Linked DNA regions of Triticum aestivum: region 2 is linked to region 1. The links are chromatin contacts, called in public Hi-C maps. All regions are on one chromosome and are shown on one strand. The core of a region is the stretch at or near the end of the contact, and the rest is flanking DNA. Distances in the headings are between cores, read along the strand shown.

Region 1 (2,889 bases), core at 44-2,543:
GTTGATGTTGGTATATGCTTCTTCTCAGCATATATCAGTTCTCATAATAGTTTCTTACTCTGTTGCATTACTCTTTTACTAATACATCTTTCCCCTACCTCTGTGTTCCTACTAGGTGTGAGCCAGACACGACAGTGTCACCAGCTTAGATGGAGTTTCGGATGGATTTCTTTGTGATGGGATGTTTCGGTGCATGGTATTTGCTCATAAAGTTCTGTATGATACCGTATGATGTCCCTTGGAGATGCTAGATACAGGAATTTAGGGAAGCATTGCTTCAAGATACCTCTAGCATAGTGGTTAAGTACAGCGATCTAGGGAAGAATTGCATCACGATACCCCTCTAGCAGTGGTTAACATAGAGCAAACTAGGGAAGAATATCTTCAGGATACGTCGAGCACAGTGGTTAACGAAATTGCTCTGCGTACGACTTCAAATGTACGAGTCACGTCCGACCCAGTGATCCAACGATTGATGTTGATGCATAGATTCGATCGGAGGGTGACTGAGCAAAGTCGTACAACATCGTACAAAAATTTATCATACGCCTAGCACTGCTCAGTGGTTAACATGCTTTACTGGCTTGATTTGTACAGATATCGCTGTCTTTTTGGTGCATGTCATGCTTTAAGTACTGATTTGTACTTCTACGAGGAAGTAATAGCAGTTTTTCTATGAATTTGATGTTACATCTTTTTTCGCATGCATTGTTTTTTTTAAAGCAATACGACTTTATTTCTCGGATAATAGATAGATAGAGAACTAAAATCAGGGATAGAGCCATCCCAAAAACTAGAAGATCTAGTACCATAGCTATGCTGAGGGCATGTACAATGGTTGATAAGATACTCTTATTTTAAATCTTACATGTAATTTAGAGATGACAAAAAAAAGCCTAAGCCTTATTTTCAATAACTAGCTATTCCTAAAACATGGTGAGATATATTGTGCTAAGAAATCATCTTTTGTCTTCTCTTAAATAAAAGAAGACAAGCCTTTTCTTATGAGTTTTCTTTCCTCCACCTCATCATTTATTCTACGTGGCACTCTTAAGATAGTACCAATATATATGCCCTTACCTAAACTATCAGAATGAATTGGAACATTTACATTTTTCCATGTCAAAGGGGTTTGACCGTGTTTGGGACGTTTCCTAACAATTTTGCCCGTCTTCATCTGTCACTTACATGTGGGTCAAGAAGAAAAAACTCTCTCTCTCTCCCCCTGTCTCTCTTAACCAATAAGAAAAAGAAAAGCAATCAGTCGCTGCCGCCTACTCTCCCGAATCTTCATCCCCCACCTATGCGTCCAGCCACCCCCTCACGCTGGCAAAGTGCTGCGCTCGGCCATTCCCACTGGAGCTCCGTGCCGGCCCGCCGCCACCAACCGCGCTTCCACCACCTGGTCCACCCCGCCATCGCCGGCCTTCCACAAACCGCGCCATGGCCGCCCTCTATTTTTCTGATGTGGCTCGGCCACTATCTTTGGAGGGCGCACGCGTGCAGATGGCCCAGCACCGGAGGTGCTTTTCGGTGGTGAAGTTCCCTTCCCTGCCCTGCATATCCATGACCAACAAAGAAAAACACATAGAAAAGAAAAACAGACCCAATAGCTTCTTTTAGGGGAAATTTTTATTTGAGGGGAAAATAAGAAAAACCACAGAAAACCGCGGCAAATAGGGATTTTTCTATCCACCGACCCATGGGCGGAATAGGTTTTTTTTGACCGCGGGGAGCACTAAATGGGCCGCCAGCCTGCGGGGGATTAAGAATAGGAGCACCGGGCTGGCCTTATCTAGGAATTGGACACGAAGAAGGAATCCATCTCCGGGACCGGAGCAGAGCTGCTAGGGTTCGCCTATAAATAGAAGCGAGGAGGCGCAGCCGCCCCACAAGTTCCCCGATTTCCCCTTGAATCAAGCCAACCCAATAAGCAAATCATCAAATTCCGTCCAGCCTCCGGTGATTAGATCCGACGAGGAGCGATGGCCAGCAGAGGGTCTCCGCCCAAGCTGTGCAGCAAGGCGGAGGACGCGGCCGTCTGCGGGGAGGGCAAGCGCAGCACCAAAAGGAAGGCTCCGGCGGCCGGCCGTCGCCGTCCGCGCAAGGGCTGCAGTTCCGACGGAGAAGCAGCGGCCTTCAAGAAGACGGAGGCAGATGCCGGCTTCTCCGAGGTAGGCAAGATCTCGAAGCAAAAGCAGGGGCAAGAGGAATCGGCCGAGGATTTCGACACTTTCATAGCTAAGCTGGAAGAGGAGCACGAGAAGTACTGGGGAGAGTATACGTCTGATGGCGTCAAGAGATTTGAGTACAAAGATTACTCTTCGTATCCGGTGACCGAAGACGGTTTCATCGTGCTGGGTGGCTGACTGCTCTCTGGATGGAGTTCCAATGTCGATGAAGATCTCGCCAATATGCGATGCTTTCTGTCAGTCTACTTTGGGTTTAATCTGATGTAGTGCCCGTCTGTGTTACTTATCCGGTGCCTTCTAGAGTACTCCTTCCGTTCCAAAATAGATGACTCAAATGTGTTATGTTGTGAATCGTTCTCTGCAAGTGAATACTACTCCCTCCGTTCCTAAATATTTGTCTTTTTGGAGATTCAAATGGCCTACCACATACGGATGTATATAGACATATTTTAGAGTGTAGATTCACTCATTTTACTCCGCATGTAGTCACTTGTTAAAATCTCTAGAAAGACAAGTATTTAGGAACGGAGAGAGTACTATTTTATTATCATCGGAATTTGTTCGTATGACACTGTTCAATACTTTCTCTGTACTAGAATGTCACCCTCTGTTTGGAATACCACATTATCCTAGGGCTGGTATCTGAATAGCGGATATCTTAATTTTGGGCCTTTTTCATATTTCTATCTTCTCAGTG
Region 2 (3,245 bases), core at 198-2,697, 230 kb before region 1:
CACCTGATCATTCTTCCAGAAGTACTCGTGAACCCTTCCGAGAGCCGCGCTCTCCCCTCCGACGAAACGCATTCCCTTCTCTGACTACATAGAGAGGCAAATCAAACAGTACCAACTGGAAGTGAAATTCTAGAACCATATCCAAACAAGGTACCACAGTGGGGGTACTGAAGATCAGTATGTGGAATACAGTTAACTGAACCTGCCTTCGTTACACTTAGGCCCAGTGACTCCAGAGTCGGTATCGACCCCCACCCGCCGAGCTCATCCAGGCCGGAGCCCGGGGCCGGCCCGAGCGAAGGCGGCAGCTTGCCACAGCTCCGGACCGAGGACTTCGACTCGACCGCCTGCACGGCAGAAGCATCACATTTCATGAACAACACCCACCAACCTTACCATTACAATTTACAGAGGAATCAGGATGAATGGAGAGCACCTACCTTTCTGAACTGTGTGTACACGTCCGGCAGGTTGCTCACCGGGAACGGGAGATCGTCGGTGTGGTACATCGTCGCTCCCCAGACGAGCTGAAGCTTGGGGCTGAGAGGCCTATTATTCCGGCCAGAAGCTCCTCCCTGTCCTTGAGGGAGAACCACCTGCTCCAAGCCTCTGCGCACGAGGCGCTCCACGAGGAGCTCCTCGCTGCAGGTCTCCTTGTGGGCATAGACCTGAAGATCGACCGGGAAATTCAGTATCAAGCTGAAGCAATTAACCGGCTCGGTGGATATGATATTGTGCTGTGCAGATGGGGCTCTTACTGTGTGTGCACTGACGGCCTTGGCGATCGCAGGGAGGATGTCTTCAGGCTTGCCGTGCCGGACGAGCAGGTCGAGCCCGCGCTTCTGCAGGTTCCGCTTCAGGTCTCCCAGGCACTCTATCAGGAACTGCGCCCTCAATGCTGCAGCAATCGATCAGTCAGTCAGTCAGTCAGTCGGTCGGATCAATCGAGGTTCAGTGTCGTCGATGGCGTGGAAATTTGCTGTGATGTGCCTCGCCTCCGGTCTTGGGGAAGCCGAAGCGGTGGGTGGCGCCGGCGAGGGCGCGGGGGTCGACGCAGTAGACGGGGAGGACGACGCCGGAGGCCGCCCACGCGCGCGCCAGCGCCTCGTTGTCCAGCACCCGGAGGTCGCTCCTGAACCACACGACGGCCACGCCCCCCGCGCCGACTGCCCTCCGAAGGCCCGGCGAGGTGTGCCTCCGGAAGGCCTCGTCGGCCGCGGCCGCGGTCTCCTCGGCGCCGAGGGACGGCACCGCCGCCGCCAGCACGGCGCGCGGGGGGCGGAACGGGATCGAGCTCGAGGTCGAGGCGGCCATGGAGATGAGGGCGCGGAGGATGGCGGCCGGCGGTCTCGGGAGGAGGAGGAGTGATTGCGCGGCGGCGGGAGGGAAGGAGGAGGCGGAGGAGGAGAGGAGGTGGTGGTGGAGCATTTCGTGGACTGGGAGGTGAGGTTTTTGAGAGTTGAGGGGGGTGGGTGGAAGATGGGTGAGGGAGGAAGGTGGAGGGAAGAGCGGGGAGAGGTGCCACGTGGGGGAATTTGAGTGGTGCTACGTGGATGAATGTGAGCCTGGGGATATGGGTGATGGATAATGTGGGCCAGAGCACAGAGGTTTTATGAGGGTGGACCCGAACGGCAGCGTGTTGTTGTCATCATTTTCTTAAAGCAACTCGAATGGAGCGATTCAAATGGACGGCGATTTTGTCTGCTTTTTATTCGTTTGGGTCGGCCGCCCACCGGCATCCGCCCTGTTTAGATATGGGTCGGTAGCGCGCCGAACGCGTCGATTCATATGTGTCGGCGTGGCCGGCTGGCCGCCCTATTTTACATTGATGAATTTGCATTTAAACATATAGTCAAATAACATAGTTTGAACCGAGTAAAATAGCATGGTTTTACAAGCCCAATAAAAATAAAAATGACTCACATAGTTTTGCAAACGAATAAAATAAGATACATCTATTGGTTACCAACATGAACCCACATATGCTCAACCAAATCATTTTGCAGTTGCACGTGAGTTTCCCAATTACGCATGTCATGATGAAATTGGATGAATTGTTCAGACGTTGCCGCTCCTCCATGCTAAGGCACAACATTCTCACCCTGAAACTGAAACTCTTGATCATACAGACGTTTTGGGCGCTCGTCTTCTACGATCATATTGTGCATAATCCCACAATCAGTCATCACCTTCCACAGTTTCTGCGTGCTCCAGGTATTAGCAGGATACCGAATGATGCCCCGTCGAGATTGCGAAACACCAAAGGCACGCTCGACATCCTTCCTAGCACTCTCTTGCTCTTGGACAAATCTTTTCCTCTTCTCTCCGGCAGGGTTGGGTATTGTCTTACAATTCCACTGAGGATAGATATCGTCACCCAGGTAGTATCCTTTGTTTTAATTGTGGCCGTTGACAGTAAAGTTCACCGGTGGGATGTTGCCTTCAGCAAGCATAGCAAACACCGGCGAGCGTTGAAGCACGTTGATATCATTGTGTGATCCGACCATGCCAAAGAAAGAGTGCCAGATCCAAAGATCTTGAGACGCCACGGCCTCTAGTATGACAGTGCAAGCCCTGACATGGCCCTTATACTGTCGTTGCAAGCAGAAGGGCAGTTCTTCCACTCCCAGTGCATGCAGTCTATGCTATCAAGCATCCCTGGGAAGCCCCTGCTGGCATTCATCGCCAACAAACGGGTTGTATTTTCAGCAGTTGGCTCTCTCAAGTACTCAGGACCAAACAGAGCAATAACAGCCTTGCAGAACTTATACAGGGACTCTAGGCATGTAGACTCGCTCATACGAACGTACTCATCAATGAGATCACCGGGCACTCCATATGCAAGCATTCGGATGGCGACAGTGCATTTCTGATAAGAGGAGAAACCAATCTTGCCAACGGCATCCTCTTTGCACTCGAAATAGTCATCATAGCCGACCACCCCCTCTCTAATACGGTTTGAAAGATGCCTACTCATACGGAAACGGCGGGGAATTTTTAATGTTTGAACAACGGGTTTGTTGTATCAAAGTAGTCCTTCCAAAGAGGGAAATGCCCGCTCTCTCGGTTGCGATTCAACGCCGGAAGGTGGCCCGGAATGGAGTCAGGGAACAACGGCCGCTGGCTGTTGAGATGGTGATGGACCAACACGGCAGCCAATATCTCCTCCTCGTCATCGGACGACGAATCGTCGAAGTCGCAAAGGAAATTGTGAAAAAAGAACTCGTCGGCGGAGTCCATTTTGT

Evidence for each region. Hi-C and Micro-C count contacts between places; a contact is called where the count stands out from the background.
Region 2: a contact with region 1 is called in a Hi-C map of leaf, with 3 times the contacts expected there. The contact joins the promoter of LOC123157423 here to the enhancer-like site in region 1. A contact is called at or near these places in 4 of 5 Hi-C or Micro-C datasets (leaf, root and an unstated tissue).

Annotation. Positions count from the first base shown.
Region 1 is chr7B:666,013,230-666,016,118 of IWGSC CS RefSeq v2.1, reverse strand. No RefSeq gene overlaps it. Among protein-coding and RNA genes, the nearest start is that of LOC123160057, 16 kb to the right of the region's middle. Within about 2 kb of position 1,293, at least 8 of the 8 cell types and tissues checked have an H3K27ac peak or open chromatin away from gene starts, as enhancers often do. A contact at or near this core is called in leaf and root, where this site is marked.
Region 2 is chr7B:666,243,730-666,246,974 of IWGSC CS RefSeq v2.1, reverse strand. LOC123157423 (cryptochrome DASH, chloroplastic/mitochondrial) reads right to left here and starts at 1,447. Exons shown (of 12, transcript XM_044575701.1): 1 at 996-1,447; 2 at 759-898; 3 at 441-668; 4 at 203-347; 5 at 1-80. The coding sequence starts at 1,428.